Linked DNA regions of Capsicum annuum: region 1 is linked to region 2. Evidence: chromatin contacts called from public Hi-C data. All regions are on one chromosome and are shown on one strand. The core of a region is the stretch at or near the end of the contact, and the rest is flanking DNA. Distances in the headings are between cores, read along the strand shown.

Region 1 (2,821 bases), core at 310-2,809, 40 kb after region 2:
CGGTAGCTAAGGTACCAAGGACGGCTGGTAAAACAACACAGCTCCAGTCTTGCCCAGCTAGGGCCAAGCAATCGACCAGAGCAGGATTGATCGATATGAATCAAGAAATGTAATCCACAATACAAATAATCAAGAAAAAGTATCTTATATTCCCTGACCAAGCAAATCGATTATTCAATTCCCTTATTTTATTCTTGAACTTCGATAAGCATAATCTTTGTATAAAATATCTATAAACGTTTAGGTAATTGAGCTTGTATGATTCCAAAAACAAACTGGGCATTATACAAAAATTGTATCTTCCATCGTCTTTTTTAATAGTCTACTTCTATCACTGGTTTCAAACCTTGAAGCCTTCAGCTCGAAGGCATTTACGATGAGCTTCAATCCATTTCTCACATGCAGATTCACCGTGCCCCACAATGCATTTATCCCTCAGCTGCCTAGCTTCAGGGCAAGCAAGCGCAACACATCTTCTTCTTTGGCTTTGAATCGGACATTGTAGATATGACTGACTTCTGATCTTTTGGTAATTTCCACAAGGGCATGGCTGTGGATGTATTCTCTATCGGCAGTCCACCCATCGTCAAAGATTACTTGAGGAGTTAGAATGAACAATCAATGACAAATAAACGCTACTAGAAGTAAACTAACATACATATTTGTTTGGCCAAACTACTACAATCAACTTATTTTGAAAAGAGAGTTTCACTAGAAGTAGTGTTTTTCGAAAAAGTATTCCAGGAGAATTATAGTCTGTGTTTTGGCTAGTCAATTTAAAAATTACCTTTGCCAATATTACAGCAACAATATAAGTTTGGCCAAGGTAAAGGTTCCGAAGTGCTTTGAGGGAATCTGCATTTTCAGCTTTTACTGTCACTGAAAAACAACTTTTGTTCTTCCTAAAAGGTAGCCAAACACCTCTCAACGATCAAAATAAGCATATTTCTTTTGAGAAAATGACCAAAAGAGAGAACTTTATTGATAAGTTTTCCACTTTTGTTCTTTAAATTCTATCTCTATTTATAAGTTAGCTTTTTTGATGTTATCATTCAATATGGCAATATCAAAAATTTATTATATTTCTTTGAATGTTAGAATTTTTTATTTATTGTAATAACTAGATTAATTAATATAAATTTAATTAAGAAAAACTTAATAAAAATAGGTTAGTCAACATAAATTGAATTGAGAAAGAAATGATAAAGTTAATTCAACATAAGATAAAATTCGATTTGAGTCATTAAAGCCTTTAATCTTCAAAACCATCATTAAAATTACAAAAAATATTATATTGATGCATGCATGTGTTTGAAACTAAAAACAAAATATAAAATAAACTCTAAAAAAAATATTCTTTTAGTTTACAAAAAAAAAAAATACTTGATTAATATTAGAAATATTGAGATATTATGAAACTATCTTTACAACTAATGTCACAAAAAAAGATAAAAATAAAAACTAAGAATAGCATCAAAATTTTTTAAAAAAATTACAAATATAAAATTTACTAAGTATTAATTTTGCACGGGCCAAATTCTACTAGTATCTGCTATGAATTGAAATCCAATTAAATAACTTAAATAAATAATTAATAAGAGATTTGACTCTGTAAGTGTTTGCCTCAGTGATAGGATTTCTCCTAAAACTTGTTGACAAAATACTCGAATCTGTTTTTTTTGGTGAAATTGAGAAAATACCCAATTCAGCTGTAGACATACAGATCATTTATTTAGTACAAGAAAACATCAAACATTAGTTTTTTTTTTTTTTTTGCTGCAATGAGCTCTTCACGTGTGCAGCCATTAATGAATGTTGTTAGAGTTAAGGGAGTTCCAATTCTGCAGCAATTGCATTTAGAGGAGCGGTTACTGAGGACTTCATCTCAGAATTGGTGTATTGTTAATGATGGAACCAATGAGCCCACCATTGTCATGGGGATTTCAGGGTGAGCTATCAATTTTCCACCCACCCCTTTATTATGCTATGATTATGTGATAATTCTTTTTTGCGAGAAATGTTTCTTGATTGTTTTGATTGGTGGGTTTATTATGCAAAGACTAATTCTTTGTGGGTTGCTCTATGCAAAGACTGATTCTTTAGATTTTTTTTAATTTAATGATAGACTAACCCAACTCGAAAAGTGAAAAACATTTATAGTTGCAGTAATGTTGATTATTTATTTGGTGTTAAAACACATTCAGAATTTCATCTCTGATGACACTTTTGTAGTTGGTGATAGGAATGGAGACGTTACTCCCATCTTATTTGATATTGAAAATCAGATTTTTGAGATTGACAATGATCATTCTTGTTTGTATAGTTATCAAATCTCGAGTTATCTGAATAATGGATTTATTGTTTTGTTTATCTTGCTATTTTACTGACGTTATTTTTCTTTATATCTTGTTTTGATTGCACTATTTTGAGCAAGGGTCTATTAGAAACAGGAATGGCAGCCTTGGCGTAATTGGTAAAGCTATTGTCATGTGACCAGGAGGTCACGGGTTCGAGCCGTGGAAATAACGTCTTGCAGAAATGCAAGGTATGGCTGCGTATAATAGACCCTTGTGGTCCAACCTTTTCCCGGACTCCGCCTATAGTAGGAGCTTAGTGCATCGGGCTGTCCTTTTTGGTCTATTGGAAACATCGGAAACAACCTCTATCCCACAAAGGTAGGGGTAAGGTCTGTGTACAACCTACCCTCCCTAGACCTCACTTGTGGGATTGCACTGGGTTTGTTGTTGTTGTTGTTGATACACTAACTTATTGTTCTTAATAAATCTGTGATATTAATTGGTGCTTTTTTCCATGAATGGAT
Region 2 (2,932 bases), core at 270-2,769:
TAAACTGAAAACCAAACCAATTTTAAATCTACATGACTTGTAAAGTGTTTTTTTAGTTGGGTCGGAAGGGAGGGAGGAGTGAGGGGCAAAACTTTCTCCTGTTTCATCTCGAACTGGTGAAATTGTCTGGTTCTTTTGCTCCACTAGAAGGAAAAGTACAGATAAATTAGCTGTGGAGAAAAAAGTTAGAACACCCAAGATGCGGGGGATGACTTTTGTTTTGTTATGATCTGGATTTCATTACATTGTTGTTGGCTATGCAACTGCTTTTTTCTGATGATCCTCTTGACTGGTTTCACTTTACAGGGTAAAAAGATTCTTGTGATTGGAACTACTAGTGAAGTCGGTTTCTTGGACTCAGTGGGCCTTTGTGATAATTTCTCAGTCACATACCACGTTCCAACACTGAAGACAGAAGATGCCAAGAAGGTAAGAGGGCATCCAAACTGCCACGGTTTTGATTTTTCATGGAAGTCCCTTCTCCAGTTGAATAACTCCCAAAATAGGCAGTCATGTGTTGAATCGAACAAGAAATTTCATATAAATTCTTAAGGCAGATGTCATATGACCAGAGTATTTCTTGAAAGAAAAAAAGGAAGAAATTCTACTTTTGTAGAGCAGTTAGGTGCAGCAAAGATTAACTAGGAATTTGAATTAGGTATTCCCAGATAAAGTAGTGCAGTGTTAATGGCTGATAAACTCCTTTACACAGATTTCACATTCCACTAGACCAAGATCATCATAGCAAGAGGCTTACTGAACACTAGCTTGTGAACTCTGTTACACAAAACAGTGGCTTTTGTCATTGATGCCATTTAATTTGTCAATATATCATATCTATTCCACTCTTGAGGATCCATTTTGCTTTTTGACTGATTTAAAAAGAACGGAGCAAATGAGCTAGTGATTTGAGAAACTTTTGCATCAGTCTCTCATTATACTAGACTTTCTCAATTCTAATTCATTGATGCAATTACTGGAGATTCCCAACCTAATGTCATTCTGTTAATATATTAATTACCTCTAGTATTGATGTTTTGATGTTCTTTGCAGGTGTTGCAACAACTTAATGTCTTTTCAAGCGAGGACGTTGATTCTGCTGCTGAGGCATTAAATGACGTAAGTTTCAAAGCTCTGCTCCCTGTCTTTCTGACCAGCATGTTGTTATGCATGCCTTTTCCCCATACCAGCTGTTTCTCATCGCTTTCTGATATTGGTGATCCGCTTTAGAAATTAAAATTTCAGGCACATTCCGTGGAATTGATTGATTGCTCTTGTTTTGTGTTGTCTTGTGATAGATGCCCATCAAGAAACTATACATGGTCGTTGAAATGGCTGCTCAGGGTGAACATGGCGGGACAGCAGAAGCCATCTATTCTGGCAAAGAGAAGATCAATATCTCACATTTCTATGATTGCCTTCAAGATATTGTTCGATATTGAGTGCATGATCTCAAGTAATTTAAGTAGGAACCGTTGATTTCTTGCGAGTCCTTTATATTTTTCCGCTGCCGCTTTTTTCGCGCGCACCCATTGGTGAGGTTCTTCTATTTTGGAAGCTCAGTACTGTAATTGGCGACGTAGGTAGTATTTGTAAGAGTTAATTTGAAACTTCAATTGCTTTCTAATTTTTGGTACTATCCTTTTCTTTCCTTTGTTGTAACCAGTTAGTGTTGAGTCCACTTTGCATCTTAGTCCGAATATATAATAGTTTGAGAGAAGTTTGTTGCTTCAAAGTTGAAACCGTAAAATTATCTTTTTCTTCCTTGTTGCAGATATGATTTTTCTGGCTTTAAAATTTTGCTTTTCATGTCTGTAAATAAATGACTGGAAGTTAGACGCACTGAATTGTTTTAAGCAAATAGTCTTCGTTGTATTTCTAGCTAAAGATTTTGAGTACATTCGTATATATCATAATTTTAAGTTCAATGGTTAAAAACATAATTAATTTCTCACTTTTTCATGAGTTTTATGCTACAATTATTAGGGGTCGTTTGGTGTGAGTTGTTAAAGCAAATAATTTCGAGATAAAATAATAATTTCGAGATAAAAATTTTTAATGCATGTATGGTTGGCAATAGTCGGGATAACTTATCTCGGAAATAATAAATCGTATCGGGGTTAGTTATCCACACAATTGGTGGGATAACAATCTCACCATAATTTATCTTTGGGATAAATTTATAAAAGGATAAAATTATTCCTACCTATATTCATGCATGGGCCACTTTATGTATGTATGTGCATAATTAATTAATGGCCAAACCCATCGACAGCCCCCTCAACTTGGAACGATCTTTCACTTTGGCACCTCAAGTGAATAGTATTTATTTTAGGCACCTAAATTAGCCATCAACTATGTCATTTTGACACTTTTTTACAATCAGCTGATTTTATCAAGTGTGTGTAATACATACGTTTGCTGACATGGTGTACGACCAATTAACAAACGACATGTGGCGTTCTTTTGTAAAATAATAATTTTAAATAAATTAGAATTTAGAAAATCAATTTTTAAATAGCTGACTTAAATTTTAAATAAAAAATCATTAAATAAATAACCCACCCCCCAATATCAGCTTCTGCAAGTACCCCCACCTCACCACCACCCCAAGATTGCCTTCTCCAAATACTCTAACCTTTGCTGCAACACTCCCCCTCCCCTCCTACTACCACCCACAAATTAATGCTGCAGCAACACAGCCCTCCACCTCAATTATCTTCTCCAATACCTTATTACGAAAATTATTTTCTTCAAAACTTCTTCAAATTTCTTCGTTGACGATGGTCATAACTGAATGCAATAGCAAAATCATCATGGTGGCGTCACTTTTCTCTTTTGCTTTGTTCAAAATATAGTAAATAAAAACGACATACCCATAAATGGGGTCTCTGAAAAGTGTCTACAACATTATTCTTCACTAATCAATTTG

What was found. Hi-C and Micro-C count contacts between places; a contact is called where the count stands out from the background.
Region 1: a Hi-C map of leaf shows a contact between it and region 2, with 2.6 times the contacts expected there. The contact joins the promoter of LOC107874015 here to the enhancer-like site in region 2. A contact is called at or near these places in 2 of 5 Hi-C or Micro-C datasets (leaf and placenta).

The regions. Positions count from the first base shown.
Region 1 is chr6:192,314,879-192,317,699 of UCD10Xv1.1, forward strand. LOC107874015 (vesicle-fusing ATPase) reads left to right here and starts at 1,560. Exons shown (of 16, transcript XM_047413656.1): 1 at 1,560-1,948. The coding sequence starts at 1,782. It also overlaps the pseudogene LOC124899293.
Region 2 is chr6:192,274,497-192,277,428 of UCD10Xv1.1, forward strand. LOC107872783 (vesicle-fusing ATPase) reads left to right here. Exons shown (of 21, transcript XM_016719385.2): 19 at 307-429; 20 at 1,054-1,119; 21 at 1,299-1,750. The coding sequence ends at 1,442. Among protein-coding and RNA genes, the nearest start is that of LOC107872783, 12 kb to the left of the region's middle. Within about 2 kb of position 1,520, at least 1 of the 5 cell types and tissues checked has an H3K27ac peak or open chromatin away from gene starts, as enhancers often do. A contact at or near this core is called in leaf, where this site is marked.